Regions from separate parts of the Zea mays genome. Here region 2 is linked to region 1. Evidence: chromatin contacts called from public Hi-C data. All regions are on one chromosome and are shown on one strand. The core of a region is the stretch at or near the end of the contact, and the rest is flanking DNA. Distances in the headings are between cores, read along the strand shown. Region 1 holds the start of LOC103643706 (F-box/LRR-repeat protein At3g48880). Region 2 holds the start of LOC100285436 (synaptic vesicle 2-related protein).

What was found. Hi-C and Micro-C count contacts between places; a contact is called where the count stands out from the background.
Region 2: a contact with region 1 is called in a Hi-C map of ear, with 1.6 times the contacts expected there. The contact joins the promoter of LOC100285436 here to the promoter of LOC103643706 in region 1. A contact is called at or near these places in 2 of 25 Hi-C or Micro-C datasets (ear and leaf).

Annotation. Positions count from the first base shown.
Region 1 is chr1:258,836,403-258,839,611 of Zm-B73-REFERENCE-NAM-5.0, forward strand. It overlaps LOC103643706 (F-box/LRR-repeat protein At3g48880), which reads left to right and starts at 1,304. Exons shown (of 2, transcript XM_008666878.3): 1 at 1,304-1,826; 2 at 1,936-2,914. The coding sequence starts at 1,441. The coding sequence ends at 2,434.
Region 2 is chr1:258,998,520-259,001,396 of Zm-B73-REFERENCE-NAM-5.0, forward strand. LOC100285436 (synaptic vesicle 2-related protein) reads left to right here and starts at 1,398. Exons shown (of 7, transcript NM_001158329.2): 1 at 1,398-1,629; 2 at 2,218-2,408; 3 at 2,562-2,838. The coding sequence starts at 2,582. It overlaps LOC109943771 (a long non-coding RNA gene), which reads left to right. Exons shown (of 2, transcript XR_002266851.2): 2 at 1-51.

The DNA of each region.
Region 1 (3,209 bases), core at 54-2,553:
TGATTTTTTACACAAAGTTTGATCGGCTCATTTTATTCAAAAAATCATAATTTTTATTAATTTTTATTGTGATACTGTTTAGTATATAATGTACTTTAAGCATAGCTTTGCATTTTTTTTTTGCAAAAACGTTGAATAAGACAAGCCGACTAAACTTGATACATAAAAGTCAACAAATTATAAATTGGTATAATACTCCACCTGTCCTAAAATAAAATATTGAATATAGACATAAAAATTAAGAGTTAAAACCAATTTTATTTTGAGACGGATGGAGTAGTGACTAATTTTTATTTTTGAGAGTTGTTTTGGTGATTAGGGAATTGGAAGGGATCCATAAGGAAGGAAATCTCCTGCTCTTCAATTTTAAATAGAGAAAGGTTTCATCTCTATAGATTAACTTTAATTCTCTGGTCACCAAATCAATCCTAAAGTTTTGACTAGACCTAAGCAGGGCCGCATGTGCCCTTTATATATTTCTGTTTTTATCCTGACATGCCTCGGTCCCGGGACACATATACACCCTTCATTCGATTTTATTTTATAGAGTGAAAATATTTTAAATGCAATTAATCTTATATAATAATAACACTTATAATATTAAATAAGTACCTTATATTTTATATTGATTATTTTACAGCATTCTTGTTTAATATTCTATAGTTCTATTATTTGTTTTAAATTTTTGACTAAACCCGAGATATTTTGATAAAATTATAGTAGCTTGTAATTTAAAACGGAGGCTTTAGTTTTTAAGCACGTGGAGCGTCCCCAGCAGTGAATGCTGCAAAAGCGAAAACCGCGTCGCACTGTGTGCACTGCACATTGGGCAGCAGGCCAGCAGCCAGAAGGAGCAGGCCAGTCGTGTCGTGCGTGTGCGTGCCCGGCCGGCCAAGTTGCATGCATGGTCAATGGTCAAATGGCCAAGATGCATAGCACACGGACACAGTAGTACAGGGCGCGTCGCTGTTAACGACCCATTCAGTAAAAGATAGTAGAACGGCCGTCTCTCCATTTCAACTAGTAGGAAAACCCTTTCAAAAAAAACTAGTACAATTGTACAAAAACGTACACAACGAGCCGTATTTCGCTAGTATCTTACGTATACGAATATGACGCATGGGCTTAATTATGCAATTTATGCAGGCCCTAGCGTGAGCACTGTATTGTTCATGTCATGCCTACGGCGTATGCGTATCGTATTTGATAATGGACGAAAAGAGGGGGAGAAAACGAAAAACAAGAGAGAGAGATATATATATATATAGAATGGCTCGCGAGACCGGTCCGACCACGGCAGCTTTGTAAAGGCGGGGGCGGCTGCCTCTATATATCTGTCATTCTTCTCTCTCTCTCTCTCTCTTAAGTCTTACCATTCGCATTGTAAAGCCGCCCATCGACTCCTCGAGCTCGATCGCTCGCCGCCAAGAACTACAAGCCATGGAGACGGCGTCGGCCGCGTCCGTCCAGGGCCCCAGCGCGGCGCCGTGGGCGGACATGGACACGGACTGCCTGGTTCACGTGTTCGGGCGCCTCGACCTGGAGGACCTGGCGGCGGCGGCCCCGCTCGTGTGCCGGGGCTGGCGCCGGGCCGCCGCCGAACCGTCCCTGTGGCGCGCCCTCGACCTGCGCCGGGACCACGTCGCGCGCTTCATGCCCTGGGGCGCGCTCGCCGCCGCCTTCGCGCGCCGCTACGCCGTGCGCGGCTTCTCGCTCGCGGGCTTCCTCAGGATCTGCGTGTGGCGCGCGCGCGGCTCCGCCGAGGACGTCGCGCTCCCGCCGCTCCTCGCCGAGCCGGCGCACGAGATCGACCACATTTCGCTCCGGTTAGTGCCTCTGTCTGCCTGCTGCGCACGCCTCGCCTCTGTATGGTTGCTCTTGCTGTTGCTGCCACCTCGCACGAGCACGCGTCTCACATGCTTCGGCGTCGAGCAGGTGCCCCAGGTTGCGGCGCCTGGCGCTCCCGCACCTGACGGTCGGCGACGAGGCGCGCCTGCCGGACCTCGTCCCGCGGTGGCCGCTGCTGGAGCATCTGGAGCTGGAGACAAAGCCGTCGTCCTCCTCCTTCCCGGCGCTCGCCGCGCAGGTCGCGCTGCACTGCCCGGCCTTCGCCAGCCTCAAGACCTCGGGGGCCTTCAAGCGCGAGGACGCCGCGGCGCTGGCGCGCTCCCTGCCCAGGCTCCGCTCCCTCTGCGTCGACCGCTCCTACCTGCCCAAGGAGCAGCTTCTCGCCATCCTCGCCGCCTGCAGGGACCTGCGGGAGTTCAGCGCGCGCAGCTGCGTTGGCTTCGACGACGAGGACGAGGAGGTGCTCAGGCACGGGGCCAGGATCCTGCGGTTCGACGTCGGAGGGTCGAAGCTGGTGGACGAACTAGACGACGAGTTCCCCGGCGGTGGCGGTTTCTGCGACTCGTCCTACGTTGACGTGATGTGATCTCTGTCGCTGGTGCTCGCGGTCGCGGCGCGGCTGCTAAGTGACAGAGCCCACACATAAGTACACAACATAATTAATGCAGTTTGGATTTCATTCTATTGTATGAGCAGGGGAATTATACTATTATTATTGTATTTAGAGGCGTTTGGTTTCTAAAAATAATTTTTAGTCTATTATTTTATTTAATTTTAGTCTCTAAAATGTTAAATACGAAAACTAAAATAAAACTTTACCTTTCATATTTATTAATTTAGAGATTAAAATAAAATAAAATAAAGGTACTATCTCCAGAAACCGAGCAAGGGACTGTCTCTACAAACCGACCAGCCCTTAGAAGTACCAATTCATGGGTTGCACACGACTTTTAAAGTGAGCGGGGTCTTTTTTTTGGACGCATTTTTTGTGTTGACGCCTGGATGCATATATATGGGCTCGCCTGATGTCTTTTTTTTCCTTTTTATATATAGGCCTGATGTGATACTTTGTGTGTGTCTTCTTCACCGTTTCACATTTGCAAAAATGGAGTAGACCTGAAATCTGTCATCTCAAACATCTAATGCTCGGTTCAACGGCGGTCGAAACAGGCCGGCGCCCGGTACAGACCAATCCGATTTTGATCGGTGGGGCTACCGAATAGTCAATCCAATTAATACTAGCAGAGTGGAAACCAAACCATCAGTATCGACATGTGCCTTAGAGACTCGATCAACGGTACCAACCATTGCTTGTTACCACACGTGACAATTTCTAATTGGCTTGCAACAATTTGAATTTC
Region 2 (2,877 bases), core at 148-2,647, 160 kb after region 1:
AAGCTACCAATGAACACATTGAGAACCCTCCTCTACGTGATTATGGAGATGTAGTTGTCCTTATCTTTGTTTATCTTGATCCTTGTATTTACCCCTAGAATTAATAATGTCCTCGTCTGCACCATGAATATTGAAAGTGTCATTTTATTGAGTGGATGCATATACCTAAGTCTTATTGGTCAGAGCCAAAGAAAATGAGAAAGAAAAGAAACATATCATAGCCCTCCCAATCCTCTAAAAATGTGGAATTGAAGCACGCTACGCCCTAGTTCCTTTGGAGCTTAGAATAGACAATCGATGCGACCATATGGTTGATTACGATGAGGTTGGTGGGACATTTTTAAATACTTAAAATTGAACATTTGGCATATAATGACCTTTTGTCAATGGAGCACTAGAAAATGAAACTAAAAGGATTCCAAATTTAGACATGAATGTGAGGATACAATTCGATAGAAGCAAGTAATGCAACAAAAATCAAAATATGGATCTCAGTGTGTCAACAAATTTGTTAGAATCCAAAAAGATAAGTTACGTCGCCAAGCATAGAAACAAGATCTATTTAATTTGATATATCTAAGTACAAATGGGTGGTATGTTTGAGAGATGCAAGGGCCATGGAATGCCAGGTAGAAAGCAGAGGAGGAGAGGGCAAATGAGACAAAATTCAATTGCAACTCATGAATGACCTTGTTGCTGGTTTGCACAATGAGTGCTTGGATTGCCTTGGATTATGTAATTATTTTGATACCTTGTTTTTATTTTAATGTAGGTGGCTAATTTATCGTATTTCTCTTTGTAGGAAAAGAACAATATATGCAATGAGCACGCTAGTAAGGTAGCACATGTCAGGTTTGAAAGAAGAAAGACATAGGAGCATAAAGTAAAAATGGCTCTTTGTGTATTATCTCATATTACGGAGGTCCATGAAAGTGGTGAAGATAAAGAGGACACTTCTAGACTTTGCGAACTCATCGATCTTGCAGGAGAAGAAGAGCGAGCAAAGAAGGATGCTTGAATTCTCAAGCCACTGTAAATTGGAGACCAAATACTTCACACAAAAATAAGATAGGACATAGAAAGGTGAGCCTATCCACATGAATAAGATTATCGTAGAGGGTTGGAATGAGGACACTGCGTTACTTTACAATGGTGGTGATGATTAGCTTAACATGTTCTAGTCGATATTTTTGATAGCGTAAAATGCAGCGGTAGTTCTCCAATTTAGCACGCTGTGTCATTTGGATCATCAAATTAAAAAAACGGCAACATAGTTAGTCATGCTAGAAGGATTTCTGCGCTCAAACATATTTTTTCTAAGTAAATTCCTAATATTATTTTTAGAAATAGTTTTAAAAATAAAAATACCACCAAGACCGGAGCGCCCACTACTTCAAACGAAACTGAACATCTCACCAGAAGTGCTACGCTGATCTGCTCTCTAGGCGGCTCGCTCGTTACTCGTTCGTCTTACCGCCTCCCAACAAACAGCGAGCGGCGCGACCTAAGCCGCTCTGCGCCCACCGGCCAGCCGGGGCGGAGAGGGACCGACCGCTCCTCCGTTCGAAGTGCCGGTCCTGAGTCACCGGCGTCGCCCGCATCCGCTGCTCAGCTCGCCCGCCAGCCTGGGTTCGCTTCGTTTCCCTCCACTCCTCCCTTGCCCTCGCCTCTTACTGATTCCTTCGTTTCCTTCGTCTGTCCTCCTCCACCCCGCTCCAGGCCTGCCGTAGCCGAATACCGGTGGCGGTCTCCTCCTGCGAGAGTGCGGCGGGCGCACACACTAGGCTAGGCATACATGTACTGCTCGACTTAAGCGGCAGTGCTCTCACTGTATCTGTATGCACGCTCTGAAATTCGGCCCTGAACTATGGTCTATGGCAAAACCATGGACCTGTAGCTCCGCGTATTTACTCGTGGCGTTTCTTTAGTCTGAGTTGAGAAACCAGTGTCAAGAAGATGTACCCAATCAGCTGCCACTCAAAGTCGACGCTCCTGCGCATCTTCAGCCAATATACCGTACGATCTCTCTAGCCACAAGGAATATACTATGCCGAAATATGGCAGTTCGTCTCCGCTATCGTTACTATGCTGCCCATCTTCTGTAGTTATGCTTCCTTTGTGCTCTCAGCTTCTGTCAATAAAGCATGGCTCCCTTAATTTGCTGGGTGGATTACACTTGCCTTCTGTTTCTGAACATTGACCTCCTTCACTGTGCAGTGGCGATCGGCATCCTCTTTTACTCCAGAAAAATAAAGATCTTCTCGCAAAAGAAAAAAAGGAAAAAAAAGAGAAAATGTCAATGCACTGCAATGGTTGATTCTGAAACTTGGATCAGATAGACACTGATACTCATTCTACTCATCAAATAAGCGTTGTCAGATCACGGTGCTACACACACTGGTTCAGTGGTGAGTCCAGTATGTTCCCTAAAAATGGATTCGTTTTGTATATGGTATTGACAAACACTATAAAAGCAAATACGTGCAATCTCAAAATCTCTGATTGTTGGTTCACCACAAGTTTATGCTTGGAATTTCTTAGAGACACCTTTTGCTTTGCAGAATCTGCAGGTGCTGCTCATATGGAAACATACACTACTGATGACGCTCTTACGCTCATGGGGTTTGGAAAGTTCCAAGCACTTGTCCTTGCATATGCAGGAATGGGCTGGGTTGCAGAAGCCATGGAGGTCATGCTATTGTCATTCCTTGGACCAGTGGTGCGGGAAGAGTGGAATGTCTCTCCCCAAGACGAGAGTCTGCTATCCAGTGTTGTGTTTGCTGGCATGCTAATCGGAGCTTGTGCTTGGGGCTTTATTTCCGACAGATACGGAAGAAAGTAAGGATCTGCTCCAGCAAACTCTTTATGTTTCAATTT